Linked DNA regions of Sus scrofa: regions 1, 2 and 3 are each linked to region 4. The links are chromatin contacts, called in public HiChIP or PLAC-seq maps. All regions are on one chromosome and are shown on one strand. The core of a region is the stretch at or near the end of the contact, and the rest is flanking DNA. Distances in the headings are between cores, read along the strand shown. Region 1 overlaps NME7 (nucleoside diphosphate kinase 7). Region 2 overlaps LOC106510102. Region 3 has its middle 33 kb from the start of DPT. Region 4 has its middle 48 kb from the start of ATP1B1.

The links. HiChIP or PLAC-seq counts read pairs in DNA pulled down with a chosen protein or histone mark.
Region 1: a contact with region 4 is called in an H3K27ac HiChIP or PLAC-seq map of skeletal muscle, with 2.9 times the contacts expected there. The contact joins two enhancer-like sites. A contact is called at or near these places in 2 of 2 datasets of contacts at active chromatin or transcription factors (alveolar macrophages and skeletal muscle).
Region 2: an H3K27ac HiChIP or PLAC-seq map of skeletal muscle shows a contact between it and region 4, with 9 times the contacts expected there. The contact joins two enhancer-like sites. A contact is called at or near these places in 3 of 47 Hi-C or Micro-C datasets (psoas muscle and skeletal muscle) and 1 of 2 datasets of contacts at active chromatin or transcription factors (skeletal muscle).
Region 3: a contact with region 4 is called in an H3K27ac HiChIP or PLAC-seq map of skeletal muscle. The contact joins two enhancer-like sites. A contact is called at or near these places in 2 of 2 datasets of contacts at active chromatin or transcription factors (alveolar macrophages and skeletal muscle).

What each region holds. Positions count from the first base shown.
Region 1 is chr4:81,653,050-81,656,721 of Sscrofa11.1, forward strand. All of the region lies in intron 1 of NME7 (nucleoside diphosphate kinase 7), which reads left to right. Among named protein-coding and RNA genes, the nearest start is that of NME7, 15 kb to the left of the region's middle. Within about 2 kb of position 1,767, at least 3 of the 83 cell types and tissues checked have an H3K27ac peak or open chromatin away from gene starts, as enhancers often do. A contact at or near this core is called in skeletal muscle, where this site is marked.
Region 2 is chr4:82,361,452-82,365,034 of Sscrofa11.1, forward strand. It overlaps LOC106510102, which reads right to left. Exons shown (of 9, transcript XR_002343354.1): 2 at 1,748-1,868; 3 at 605-669. Among named protein-coding and RNA genes, the nearest start is that of XCL1, 73 kb to the right of the region's middle. Within about 2 kb of position 1,735, at least 2 of the 83 cell types and tissues checked have an H3K27ac peak or open chromatin away from gene starts, as enhancers often do. A contact at or near this core is called in skeletal muscle, where this site is marked.
Region 3 is chr4:82,253,314-82,256,980 of Sscrofa11.1, forward strand. No RefSeq gene overlaps it. Among named protein-coding and RNA genes, the nearest start is that of DPT, 33 kb to the right of the region's middle. Within about 2 kb of position 1,883, at least 6 of the 83 cell types and tissues checked have an H3K27ac peak or open chromatin away from gene starts, as enhancers often do. A contact at or near this core is called in skeletal muscle, where this site is marked.
Region 4 is chr4:81,983,657-81,987,184 of Sscrofa11.1, forward strand. No RefSeq gene overlaps it. Among named protein-coding and RNA genes, the nearest start is that of ATP1B1, 48 kb to the left of the region's middle. Within about 2 kb of position 1,990, at least 24 of the 83 cell types and tissues checked have an H3K27ac peak or open chromatin away from gene starts, as enhancers often do. A contact at or near this core is called in skeletal muscle, where this site is marked.

The sequences.
Region 1 (3,672 bases), core at 517-3,016, 330 kb before region 4:
AAATATTTTAACAGGATTTAAAAAATTATTTTTATAAATTGTTGAAAACCCTGTTATGTAATGTATTAGATGTTAAAAAGCAAGTGAACAGAACTCACTGTATTAGTCTTCTTTCATAAGAACTGCTGTTTGAACCCAATAATTTCTTTAGTGGCTAAAAAAATGCTTTAAACTTGCTTGGAATTGGTTAGGGCAGGGATCAAAAAAAATTCAGTTTAAGTCCTTTTTTTATGCAAGGGATAGAGAGAAATGAAATTGTTGTCTTTTCATTAAAACATTTCTTAAAGCCCTGTTGACTGGAGAGGAATATATGAAAAACCAAATTAACTTCTTTATAAATCAGAACGAGAAACCCGTTTTTCTTAATAACTAATATAGTCATTTATTTTATGCCTACTGTAAGTTCTTTTCATATAAGGAAACCATCTCAGGTTGAAAAGACACCCAACGTCAGGGAGTTCCCATTGTAGCTCAGTGGTTAACGAATCCAACTAGGAATCATGGGGTCGCGGGTTCCGACCCTGACCTTGCTCAGCGCGTTGGGGATCTGGCATTGCCGTGAGTTGTGATGTAAGTCACAGATGCAGCTCGGATCTGGCATTGCTGTGGCTGTGGTGTAGGCCAGCGGCTACAGCTCTAATTAGTCCTCTAGCCTGGGAACCTCCATATGCTGTGGATGCGGCCCTAGAAAAGACGCACACACACAAAAAAAATAAAAATAAAAGACACCCAAGGTTATACTGCTGTTAACTGACAGGGTTCTGATTTGAATCTGTTTAGCCTGAAATCCCAGGCTCTTTCTAGCCTACTGAAATTGGGGCCAAGATATTTACTATTTTTTTAAATTTTTAGGAGTAAATTTCTAATTTTTTTTTTTTGTAGTCAGAAGTGAAGACTGTTTACTTCCTTTTGTAAACTCAATTTATAGAGCATATGAGTGATACAAATTTTATTCAAAAAGTCATAATTCATATTTTGACACTGAACTAGGCCCTCTGCAGAATTACCATGATTTAATACATAATTACAGGGCTATGGTTGAGAGGTGTTTGTTAAATGGTTGTGTGGCCTGGATATGCTGAAACCCACATTGAACACTAGGTGGCAGTCCTTCATTGCTGGACACGTTCTTTCAGGCACCATCTCCTTTATGAATATTATTAGTTGCTTATTAATTTTAATCATATTGATGTGGCATATGAATGCTCTTCATCTAGAAAGGACATAGTATCACAGATTATTTCTCATGAAGATGAAGACACATACTTTTCCGTTTCATAAATTAGGAAACTGAAGCCTAGATAATGAAAATGGCCCCCTTTGGGATTAAACTTGAAAATGGTTTTGCAGAATATATTACTCCACCAAAATATCCTTTATTTTATTTAAAGGAAACCTAAAACTACTAAATTAAGATAACCCAGGAGTCACATGAAATAATATAGGTCAAAGTTTTCAAAAGGTAGAATAGATTATTCTAATATACAGCTTTTCAGATAGACTGTGTGATAATCAGTACTTCTAACACTTGATGATATAGTCACGGCTTTATCCACTTTTACAGAAGTACATTCATGCCTACAGCCCCTTGAATCTGCATCTTTTGAGCGTGCACATAGTATTTTCTCCAATGACTGATTCTCAAAGAGTACTCATTCCTTTTCACCTGAGGCTAATGCTAAGAATCAGTAGCCAACCGTAGTTAATGCTGAATACTAATAATAGCAAAGTATCCAGAACTGTGTGTATATTTAGCATCTACAGCATTCAGTATTTGAAGCAGAGGAAAAATGGAACCACTTTGGTTTGCAACTAGGGCCCTACATGCTGCTGTGCATGTTGCACGACACAACTGCAAGTGAACTGCAGATATGCTTATTTATCACATATATATATTTTAATATATGACAGAAAATGTTACAAGGAAAGTCCAACTTTTTTTGATTTGCACAAAAGTACCAGGTCTGCTAAGGAACAGGCTTCTCAGATTTTGACTCACTGGTACTGACACTCAGTACCATTGGCATTTTCCCCAGTGGGAAAAGAGAGAAGAGCACAAGAGAGAGGTGATATAAAAATAACATTCTAAGATGCGTCTAAATTGCTAAAAATGTCAGGGTGGATTTAGGGCCCCACAGTGGAGGTAGACTGCCTCCCCACCATATCTGCTTCTCTACCACTACCTTCAGATCGTATCAGCTATTTTTTTTTTCTTGAATTCATAAGTTCCCCCTCCCCTTTAAAGCTTTATATGTTTTGTCTCTGAAATATTCACCCCAGATTTCTTTGTGACTGACTTCTACTTATTTTGGTTTTACCTTAAATAACATCTCTTCCCAGAGGGCTTTACACTCTATTCTAGTTGAAGGAAGCTCTCTGTCCCTAATCATTAACACATTTACTTATGCATTGTATTGTCTTTATAACATTTATTATTACAGGAATTATACTTTTTTTTTTATGGCTACACCCATGGCATATGGAAGTTCCCAGGCCAGGGATTGAGTCTGAGCCTCAGTGGAGACTACATTGCCTTTGGCACACTGCGCTGGGCAGGGGATTGAAACCAAGCCGCAGGGTGATCTGAGCCACTGCAGTTGAATTCTTAACCCACTGCACCACAGTGTGAACTCCAAAGAATTATACCATTTTTTTAAAGTGCTAGGAGGAGACACAGAAAGTCGTAAGTGAGCTCAGTGTCAACAGGGCCTTGTCTGTTTTGAATATCCTCAGTGTCTGCTGTGGTGCCTGGCAAAGAGAAGGAACTCAATATTTGTTGAAAGAATGGAGAAATAAATAAATTCAGCTTTTTAGGCATTAATAAATTTTTATTTGATACTGGCCACTGGATAAGTTCTGCTTTTTAAGTTTATTTATTCATTCAACAAATATTTAATAATACCATAAATATTTAAATAAATTATTTAAATAAATTGTTTAAAGAAATATTTAACAATAATATGCTATGCATATACCTGGTCCCTTGGGGTATATCCTTGAACAAAACAGACACTAATCCCTGCCCTATCAGGTCTTACATACTCTTGAGGGAGTTATACAGTAAATAATTAGCATATTATTATAATATGCATAATATTTGAAAGTGTTAAATGCTGTAGGGGAAAAATGAGCATGGTGATGAACACTGGAGATGCTCGTAATAGTGGTGGATGTAATTTAGAGGGACATGGCCAGAGTTGGTAGGGAAGATAATAATGAGACTATTTTTCACTTGAGAGTGAGAAAGGATGAGCCATGCAGATGTTGGAGAAAAAGTATTCCAGGAAATAGGCAGCCAGTGGAGAGGCTCTTAGGTAGAGAATGCCGTGTGTTCAAGTAACAGTGTAGCTCTGGCGCAGTAAGCTAGAGTGACAGTTGTGGGAGATGAGATTAGACAGGCAACTAGAGGCCAGATCTTGCATGCCATTGAATGTGGGTTGACTTTATTCTGATAGAAATAGGAAGTCTGAGTCTACAGTTTTAAGCAGAGGAGTGAGGTGGTTAAACTTACATTTTTACCAGATCTCCTTGGCTGTTTTTTTGAGAATAGTTGTGGCTGGGGGCAGTAGTCAAGGACGGAAGTAGAGAGACCAGTTATAAGGTATAATCTAGGTGAGAGTATGGTGGCTTGGAGTAGTGTGATTGCAATGGAGGTAGTGCAGTGATTAGAAT
Region 2 (3,583 bases), core at 485-2,984, 380 kb after region 4:
GAGGTATTTGTGACATTTATGACAACTAGAAGCTGTAGAGACAGGGACTAAAGAAAGAGAGGTTGTGGGAAGCAAAAAGTCTCATTTTCTTAAATGCTTCAGCTGAATTTGTTGAATGGTTTGGCTCCTCCTATAGGATAGCATGTGACATTAGGAGCACACACTTGGAAGGTACCATTCTGTTAACATTCTGGTCCTTCATTTTCCCAGCATTATGCACTATCATGTAAGAGCACACAGTCATGGGCCTTCCTATACCAGAAACTTATTCCTGGCCTTCCTTAACCCTTGCAAATAAACTGGAATATCTGGAAGTACTTTTTTTTTTCAAACTCAAAAAATGAACTACATCAAACCCAAGTGGGAAATTGAACTGAAAAACGTCCAATGTCTCCTTCCCACTCTGAAATACCATTCATTGTCCTTCCTGCAAGACTACAAGCCATTCATGTAAGTTGGCACTAACCTTATCTCACATATGACCTATAAAAACTTTAGCCCTCTTTGATTAGATAGAAAAAGAACTGCTGAATCTGGGACATAGGATAAAAGATGCGTTTGTCACTCTGGAAACAGTCAGACCACCCAGAATAGTGATTCTCACCTGTTTATTCTAGGAAAAATGTCAGCAAAGTGCGTGTCTGTTGGGGCGGCGGCGGGGGGAGGTGGCTGGTAGGCATATCAGATGGAAAGAGCAGGGGGGAGAAAGAGAGAGAAGATAAAATTCTTCATTTTATGTTGTATTATATTGCACTTACAGAAAATACGAGCAACACAGAGCTGAATTTCATATTCCAGAACCCTCATTCATTACAGTCAGACAAACTGGTAGTAATTGGGCAGCTGGCAATTATACTATAGCACCATCTAGCTCTCACTACCAGAGCCTGACATCCTAAATCCAAGCCTGGCTGAGAACTTTAGGGCTAGTTACTTGATGATGAAAGCAAGCAAAATCCCAAAGCAAGTTTATGTTTAATAGTAACATATTAAATTATTTTTTTCTCTATTCCAAACTAGTTTTCCACTGAAAATATCAAGACTTAGATTTTACCTGCTGCACATAATTTAAATGTTACCCTGGTTTGTTTGTGCTCATCAAAATTCCACAGAGTTTGCCTTGATTACCCACTATCTTCTTTGGAAAGCTATCAGTAAGGCAGTATCACAGACATAGAGCTAAAGTCAACAGATTACTGATTTTGCAAATTCCCAGGACATTAGCAAAAATTTCTAGTGGGAAAAATTGATAACATTTTATTTTAATTCACTTATATTGAAAATTATTTACTAAAGTAACCAATTGTGGTGAATTGTGCCTGCTCACCATCACTAGAGGTGGCTAGTGAGGAGGGAGGACACTAAATGTCAAAGGGACCAGAATTGGATTTCTTCCCTCTAATAAACAGTGTCATGGTGGAAACAGCATGGCCTTTGACTTTACAGACTAGGATTCGAATATTCAAACAGGCTCTTTCTAGATGTTTGAGGAGATTGACCTCCCTGAGCTATTCAGGGTTATTGCAAAAAACAGTGGCGATAACATCTATAGAATATCTAAAACTCTTTTTTGGAAAGTAGTTCTTTAGAATTCTATGTAAATACTGCTAAAACATCAAAGAGGAACATAACGGTGTGCTGGCATCTTTATGAACGTCATTAGACAGTACATATTTAGATCCTTGGTAATCTGGTGGTGATTTGCGTTGGTGATTTAAAAGGGTCTAAAGGTTCTCTATCACATTACCTTTCTTCTGCGTCAGCCGGCTTCCAAAAATAGGGACAGTGCATCCTCTAGCAGGAATAGATGTCTGAAATAGCTGTTAAGCTGTTTGATTGTCAAAGTTATAAGTATGAGGTAAATTAACCTGAAATAGAGGTAATAGTAGAGAAGAATCAAAATGTGTGACTTTATTCAGCGATGGAGACTGTGCTTGTGTACAGGATTCCTTCTGGCTTTCGGGGGGACAATTCTCTAGGGAAATAAGCAACAGACCCGCTGCATCTAGAAGCCCAAGTTTCCCACTCAGACTTTCCATTTACTAACTGTGTGGATAGAAACAAATCTACCCTCTCAGAGGCTTAATTATCTTGTCTGTGAAACAGAGATTATATTTTTACTACCTCTCAAGGCTTGTTGTAAAAACAAGAGATAATATAGCTGACAGTCCTTTGCAAATCATAAAGTTTCAGGCAAATGTTGTTCCTCTTCTCAGTGATCAATTCACTCCTATGCAGCGATGGCTGAAGCCAAAACCCAGCAGCTTCTCTGAGCCTGTCTCTCATCCAATTGCCCACTTCCTCTATCCATCAGCAAGTCCATTCACCTCTACTCCCTAAAGCACCCTGCATCTTCTTTCCATCTCTGCTGGTATCCCATCCCCATGAGAGGCACTATATCTCTTATCCCAGCTACCCAAGAGCCTCCTTTCTGAGTCCCTGTTCACACACTGACCTCACTAAGAATCATTCCCAAAAAAAGACCTTTAAAAAGGTCAGAGTGACCTTTTTAAACATAAATCAAGAGGCTACCAAACATTACATACCTCTTTATGGAAGTATTTGATGACCTTATCATATATTTTTTTTTCTTTTTAGTCCACACCTACAGCACATGGAAGTTCCTAGGCCAGGGGTGGAATCAGAGCTGCAGCTGCCGGCCTCCACCACAGTCACAGCAATGCCAGATCCTAGCCCCATCTGTGACCTACACCACAGCTCACAGCAACACCAGATCTTTAACCCACTGGGTAAGGGGAGACCAGGGATCAAACCTACATCCTCACAGACACTATGTCAGGTTCTTAACCCACTGAGCCACAACGGGAACTCCTTGTGAAATATTCTTGATAAATAAACCTGAACATGCTCAGCTCTGCCCACTTCTCCATTGGTACCCAATTCCTCAATACCCCCACCTACTGAGCTCCAGACTCCCTGGCCTTAACCAAGGGAACTCCTCATTGACTCATTTTAACTCCTGTTAACACTCTAACTATTTTCAATTGTTTATCATTCTGTCTCTTCCCAGTAGAATATAAGCTTTATAAGGGGGGGGGGATTTTCTATTGTTTCTCTTTTTTTCCACTGTATCTCAAGCTCCTTGAATAATGGCTTTCACATAAGAGCTTTCGATAAATATTTGTTAAATAAATGAATTCATTAGTCTGATGAGTCTAATTCTGCTCTGCCACTAACTAGGAGTGTGACCTTGGGAAAGAAAGTCACTTAACCTCTTCAGAGCTCTTTTTTTTTTTTAAACATGTAGTTTGGGGATCATAATTGTATCTACCTACATGTGCATTGTGACAATTCAATGAGATAAGATGTGAAGTATTTGGTACATTTTCAGTCATATAACAAGTGATAAATATTATTGCTATCATTGTTTAAGGATGACATCATCAGAAGCCGCTTTGGGTTTGTTTCAGAATAGACTGCAAGCTAAGGGGAAAAGAAAACAAAAGAGGGAAAAAATGAAAAATAAATAGCAGAAACATTTCCAGGGGTAGGAATTAGGGAATTATTGGTAACTCTGGGCCCAGCTGCCCTGGATTTAACTTTGCACTTCCTGGTCTGTGAC
Region 3 (3,667 bases), core at 633-3,132, 270 kb after region 4:
ATCATAACATTACAGATGAAAAACATACAATGAATTCCATCTAGCTAAAGTCCAATTCTTTTTCTAAACTCATGAACAAATTTTTATGCACTCTAATTTGTATATGTACTCCATCTTTCAATTTTGTGATTCATACTCAATACACGTGTGGAGTCTTTCTTGTACTACATTGATATATCCTGTTTACTTATTTTTAAAGATTATGCAGTAAGTATTTTATTATACTTATGAATGTGGCTTGGCAAAAATTCTTTATTGTTAAATATTTGGATTTTTTTCCCGTTGTTTTTCCACGAGCTAAATAGCACTTCTACAAAAATCTTTGTACAAGTGACATACAAGAAAGTTAAAATCTAAATGTAAAAGACATATTACTTCTGCTAGCACTGCTAATTATTATGCTTGAAACATGGTAACATTGTGTACTCAAAAACACAGCCAGATAATTGTTTTTTAAAGGCAACCAGATTGCAAATTCATTAAATTGCCCATCATGTTGAATGATCTTGTCAGAAGACTGTCCCACACAACTTTTTCTAAGAAATGTGTTTGATCTTAAAATTCTTTTCTTATTCAATAGTTCTCTACCAATATTATATATTCCTTCATAGATTCAGTGATGTATTTCAATATTACTAGACAAGCTCATCTGTGCTAGTATCAGTCTATGTTCAAATACTGTATTTTAGTATTTTAAATAAGATAGTTTCATTGTCAACAACTGCATAATTAACCCCCCAGATACTGTCATGTTAAAACCCATAATTTTCTTTTCCAAATGGGGGAGGGTTGAATCTAAAGGTTGGTAGCCACCTGTGCTAGTGTCTTAAATACGTCAGTCTATATTCAAATACTGTATTTTAGTATTTTAAATAAGACAGTTTCATCGTCAACACTGCATAATTAACCCCCCAGATACTGTCATGTTAAAACCCATAATTTTCTTTTTCCAAATGGGGGAGGGTTGAATTCTAATAGGTTTCCTATTGGAATAAAAGCCTTTTCCCCAGCTTAGAGCTCAGGCATTGCTTTGTATCTCTAGGGCCAGAAGTAGATTCTTACTTTGTAGAAGTAAATTCTTACTCCACGGTCTGAAGTAGCAGAAAGGGCTGGGTGGAAATGGTATAAAGATTTCTCTGTAGGAAAAGGCTTTCTCAGAATGGGTTCTTGTTTGATTGGAGCATCTCAGAAATACAAATCACCCATTTAAAATGAGCATTATTTATAGCAGCAAATAGCTGTCCATCATCAGATGGAATAGTATACAGCTGTCAGAAGCAGTTAACTAGTAACTATACATTACAATACAGTATTAAGTAAAAAGGTAAGAAATAGAATGAGACAATATTACATAAGCTGAAAGCATATACCTACACAAAAAACCACCACAAATTTTCTGCAGATACATACATATCAGGAACATATATCAAATATCATAATGGAGGTGCCTACTCAATGGTGAGGAATAATAATGGGGAATGGGAGATACAGTGAAAACTAAAATGAAATAAGAAAGGGACCTTGTGAAATCAAACATAGTAGTGTGCCATGAGTTAAGAAAAGTGTTTGATTAAGTCAAAGCTCTGGGCCTAAAAACCCAAAGAGTTAAAAAGAAAAAAAGAAAAGGTATACACAATGTGGAACAGAGTGTTATCAAAGGCACACTCGTTTCCCCATAGATGCTTTAACTAAATTCATGGAAACACACAAGCCCTGCAGGACAGAAAATAAAGATTAAGAAATCTGTTCAGTCATGAATTATGGTTCTCCCAGACCGGTCTTTAGTTCCTTGGCATTCCTTTCCATTCTTCTATACTAGCCAAACGGGAAGTGGAGGGCCTGGTTTCTCTATCCTGAGAAGCTAATGACAAAGCTTCCTCCTGGCTGAGGTATCCTAGAAACACTTAACTGTGTTCTTGCCTGATCAGTATTTTCCATGTTTCTCCTGTACATGCTGGCAGTAGGAAATTTCTTTAGTGTGGCTTCTATCCAGAGAATTCGAAGCCAGAGTTTTGCTCTGGGAGAGCATCCAGAGGAGTAATTTGGATTCCACGGCTGAAGAGCCCCAAACTTTAAGGAGGACCCAGAGGCTGCATTGACTGCGTCTTTGAGCCTTTGTTATTTGAAGAGGGAGAAAGGCTGGAAGTGCTCTGTCCCTGTCAAGCCTGTGTGCTGGCCTTGCTTTGGTTTTTGTTCCTGTTCTAAGAAGCCTAGATATTTGGTACCTCAAGGGCAAAAAGTGAAGCATTAACAAGAAAGGTATGTCTCTGTGTTTTAGATCTTGTCTCATCTCCAAACTGGATCAGGAGATCAGTTGGGTAAAATTTTCCTTATGAGTGCTATGAAAAGACTGAATTGTGTTTATCTTTTCAGTGTGAGAGAAATACCACTGATTGACAAAGTAAGCAGGTTCCCACGTAATGTCATAAGAGGCACCTGAAATTTCTTCCAATCTCACATCCAATGTCTCACAATAAGCCTAAAGTCCCACTCTGTTTGGGAGGATTTTTGGCTGTTTATTTTGTTCCTTTTTGCTTTTTATATGGCTGCTCCTGTGGTATATGGAATTTCCCAGTCCAGAGACTGAATCCAGGCCAGAGTTGTGACCTATGCTGTAGCTGCGGCAATGCATGATCCTGTAGCCCACTGTGCAGGGCCAAGGATCGAACTCACACCTCCACAGTGACCCAAGCTGCTGCAGTCAGATTCTTATCCCACTATGCCACAATAGGAACTCCCCATTCTGTTTTTTAATGGTAACTATCATTTAAAATATCTATAGTGGTTGCCATAGGGGAGGGGGAAGAAAGTAGGCTGAATGGGGAGTTTGGGGTTGGTAGATCCAAATTATTACATTTAGAATGGATAAGCAATGATCCTACTTTACAGCACAGGGAGCTATATATAGTCTCTTGGGATAGACCATGATGGAAGATAGTATGAGAAAAAGAATGTATATATGTGTATGACTGGGTCATTATGCTGTACAGCAGAAATTGACACAACACTGTAAATCAACTACATTCTAATAAAAATAAAATTAAATTAAAAAAATAAAATAAAATAGTGTTATAAGGTGTTTATAAAGTCACATTTCATAATTTTAATAAAACTACTAAATAGCTATTATAATTCCTAGTTTGCAAGTGAAAATGTTTCAGAGAGGTTCCTGTTTTGCCTAAGGTAACACAGCTAGGATACAGCAGACCCAAGGTGCAACCCAGGTCTGCACAAGTCCATGTGTATAGCCTAACCCCCCCTCAGTATTGGTATTAAAAGCTTAGTTTGAGATATGGATATATTTTATGCAGCAGATTAGAAGCAATGTCACCCTCAAGATCTCAGTAATTATTGATTAATTAAAATTAGTCAGATGTGGCCTCAAAAACAGTACCTTGAAAGAATGAAGCACATAAAAATTTAAATACTCCCAAACTTAGGACCACTCATTACCTAAGGAGAGCAAAATAGTGCAGCCCATAGGAGAGGCCCAATGAATAGAAATCCCCTTCCTTTCCTGCCTCATGTGAAGTGCACAGTGGAGTGTTAGGGAGAGAAGGCTGGACACCAGAGGCCCTGGATTCTAGGAGAGAGGGCGACAAAAAAAATCAAAAGTGCTCTGAAACAGTGATAAGAGAATTTCCAAGCAAACAGGGTTTTCCAAACA
Region 4 (3,528 bases), core at 740-3,239:
CAATGACTTAAAACAACAACAATTTGATTATACAGTTTTTGCAGGTCAAGGTTTTTGCGGGCTCAGCTGGTGACTTTTCTGCTCCACCTGATGTTGATAGAAATCATTTCAGTGTTCATCAGCTGGCTGATTGGGAGGATCCAAGGAGGTGACACCCCTGTGTCTGGAGCCTTGTGGAGACAGCTGGAAGGCCCGGTTCAGGAGGGACTGTCCCCCAAGTGCTTCCACATGGACTGTTTGATGTGGCAGAACTGGAGTAGTTAGAATTTGCACATGGCAGCTCAGGACTCCGAAAGGGGGGTGTTCGAGCAAATAACTGTAAGGCTTTTTATAATGTGGACTTTGGATGTCAACTCTATTGGTCAAAGCAGTCTCAAGCCTACCCAGATTCAGAGAGGCTTCATGGGAGACAGATCACAGAATTTGCGGCCATATTTAAAAATTTCCACTTTACCCCCAGATAAGTTAAACTCACATATGTTCCTTAAGTTTGTTTATGCTGCTTTTGCAGCTGCAGATTTTCCTTTTTGTTTCTTTTTATAAACACAAATCCTCAATCAATCAAGAAAATGTATAAACAAGCTTATAATGAAGTTCAAATTTGAATATTTCCCCCTAATAAGGGAGTTCACTATAAGCTTTTCTTGAATAATCATCTTTTTGCCAATGGCTAACTATTATAGGCATTGAACTTTTATGAATATTTTTGTTGATGGAGGAAAAATGCCCTTCACTTTTCTCTTGACCTTTCTGGCACTCCCCAAGATAAAAGTGGATCCTCCTGCTTAAGTCTAGTTTTTGTCTGAGGGGTGACCAACCATACTAGTGACTCTGGACTGACCAGCAAGCATCTTTCTGAAAAGTCTCTCTCAGCTGGGAGAGCTCTGTGACTCTGGGCCTGGCTGTTGACCTAATTCAGAGGGGCTCCTATTTTTCAATCTACTTTTTATGATAGCAGGCTCTCCCACTGCAACAGGGCTGTGTACCTGGGGCTGCTGCCCTGGATGTGTCTGAGGTGGTGTTGTTGTGATTCCCAGTGTAATAGTTCCTGGAGCAGATTGTTTCTAAGATGAAGTAATATGACTTCTTGTAAAGGGAGAGGCATTAGCTCACTTTTATTGAGGTGCTTAGCTCTGCTTCACAAGGAGGAAAACTCCAGGACTACGAGATTGTTTTTTCACGACCTCCTCCTCTATCTCTAGTTTTTGTTTATGCCAGCTCCTCCCTACATTCCTCCACCCCAGAGGGACTTCTGATCTGGCTTCCAGCTTCCTCACTGACATCTCTGCTTCCTTCTCTCAACCACACAGGAATGCAGAGCTAAGCCCTGTGTCAGGTCTCATAATGCTGTATTCCACTGCTTGGTCATCCTTTTATTAATAACCACCCACGCTGTTGCTGCAATTGTTCCTTATATATTGGATATTCTGGTAACCTTACTACCTAATTTAATTCTCTAACAGATTGGAGTGGGGGGGCAGCTTCTATTATTCTATTTTTAGATAGAAGTGGATGCTTGCCTAGAGACAGGAACACACTCAGCTATATAGTTTGTAAGTGGTGGAGTAGAATTTTAACCTTGGTTGACGCTTAATTTTTAAAGACTATGTGATACTTCCCCTCTTCTTTCATCTTAATCCCCAGTTCCTAACTGTGGATTGGTATTTCTACTTCTCCCTGAAAAAGAGCACACACAGCTGATACCATGGGCCACAGGAGAAGGACACCTGCCTGGGGACATATAATCCTTCTGGCAGGAACATTTGAAACCCAGCTCTCCTGAAAGTTTACTTAGCTCATCCCTCTGTTTCTAGCCAAGTCTTTCTGACAGGTAGGAACCTCGTCTCTTAGACAAGGTACAGCAAGGATGGCCACACTGTAGCTAGTGGGCCTCCCTCTGAAAACTCCTGGCCATTTCCTCAGGGGAGTTTTCTGGGTAGCTTATCTCTGCAGCCTCATGACTCATTTCTTCTTTTCGAGTCGGTTCCAGAGGAAATTTGCTTCTATGGTCAGAGGCCAGAGCATACTCCAGCCCTCTCTGGAGAGAAGCAGAGTCAGAGAAGAAAGAGATTTCATAATGTAGTAGTGTTGGTTGTTCATTGCTGAGGAATCCGAGGGTTGGTTTGCATTTATCCTGGGTGGAGCTCCCAGCAGCTGAGGAAGGCCTGCTGTAGGAAGAGGAAGGGCTCCAAGGGAAGGACTTCTGGGGACCAAGGAGGTAGAGAAGTCGGGGAGGCCCCCAGAGCCTTCACTCTCTTTTGGCCCTTCTGAGAGCACAAGATTGAGCCCTAAGCTTTCAGCACCTGTGGTCCTGCCAGATTTCAGAGAGTGTGATAGGAGTGACTGGCCAACCTAAAGTCAAGTGAATGAATAATGAGTGATCAGTGGAAGAGCAACTTGATATCAAATGTTCCACCTGATATAAATTTTGAGAGGAAAGCTTGCAGTCATGGCTTTAGGATCAAACAGTTTCTTGACCTATTTCTCTTTGTAAAACTATTTTTCTTCTCAAAAGGATTAGAAGATTTCAAGTTTTTCCAAAAAAACCTTTATAAACTCCCCAGAAGTGTTTCAGTGAAGTTGTAAATTGTACTTTTTGACCATAAAAAAAAAAACAAACAAAAAAACACAGTAGCCTTCAAAGGAAGGCATTGGTGAATTTTGTAACAAAGACTAAAACTGAGGCCAAGTGTCCCTGTTCCAGTCTTGACATTTATCTGGAATCGGGTTGTGTGTACCATTAAACTGCACGACTCAGCATGCATGACAAGATTTTTTTTCTTTGCGTTGGTAAGCCTACTTTAGCATTTTGCATACAAGAAGATTTTGGTGGGGCTTTGCTACTGCTTCATCCCACACAGATAATAATGGTAAAGTCATTATGAGTTAACACTTTTGGAAGTCTTTATCTCTTCAACCAGATTGTAGCTCTGAGTAAGCAGGATCCTTGTCTTATAATAGTTTGATTTCCCAAAGCTTAAAATTAGGATAATTTTACTCATTTCCTTCCTAGAGAGGTCAAGGGACCAAATTTCTCTGTTGCAGACACTGTTGGTTGCCTGCCAAAGGTTTGTTTCCTTCTTTCTACCTTACCGTCAAGCTCTGATTTTGGTTGTGTCCTTTGAAAGGTTATGTCCTTTTTAGGCACTGAGCTCTACCTAACCACAGAGGGTGAGACTTCATTGGTCTAGGCCAACTGTGGTGGCCTTGTCTTGTGTAAAAATTGTTTTAAGCCTGGGCAGATTGTGTTGATTCTGGCCATTGAGACATGGGGGTTGTCTGATGGAGGGACATAAGGTGGGGGCATTCCTTTTTTCTGTCTCTGAAGATTGTTGACATTATCTGAGGCCTGATCTACAGAAGAGCTTAGAATTGGGGGGGAAAGCTGCGGAAAAGCTAAGGTAGGTCTGTGGTATTTCCATGTCAATGAATTGACCTTTGCTGAAACTGTCCCACCTCCAGACTTCACATAATATGAAACAATCAACATTCTTATTATTTTCAGACACTTCTATCCCTTAGATCTTC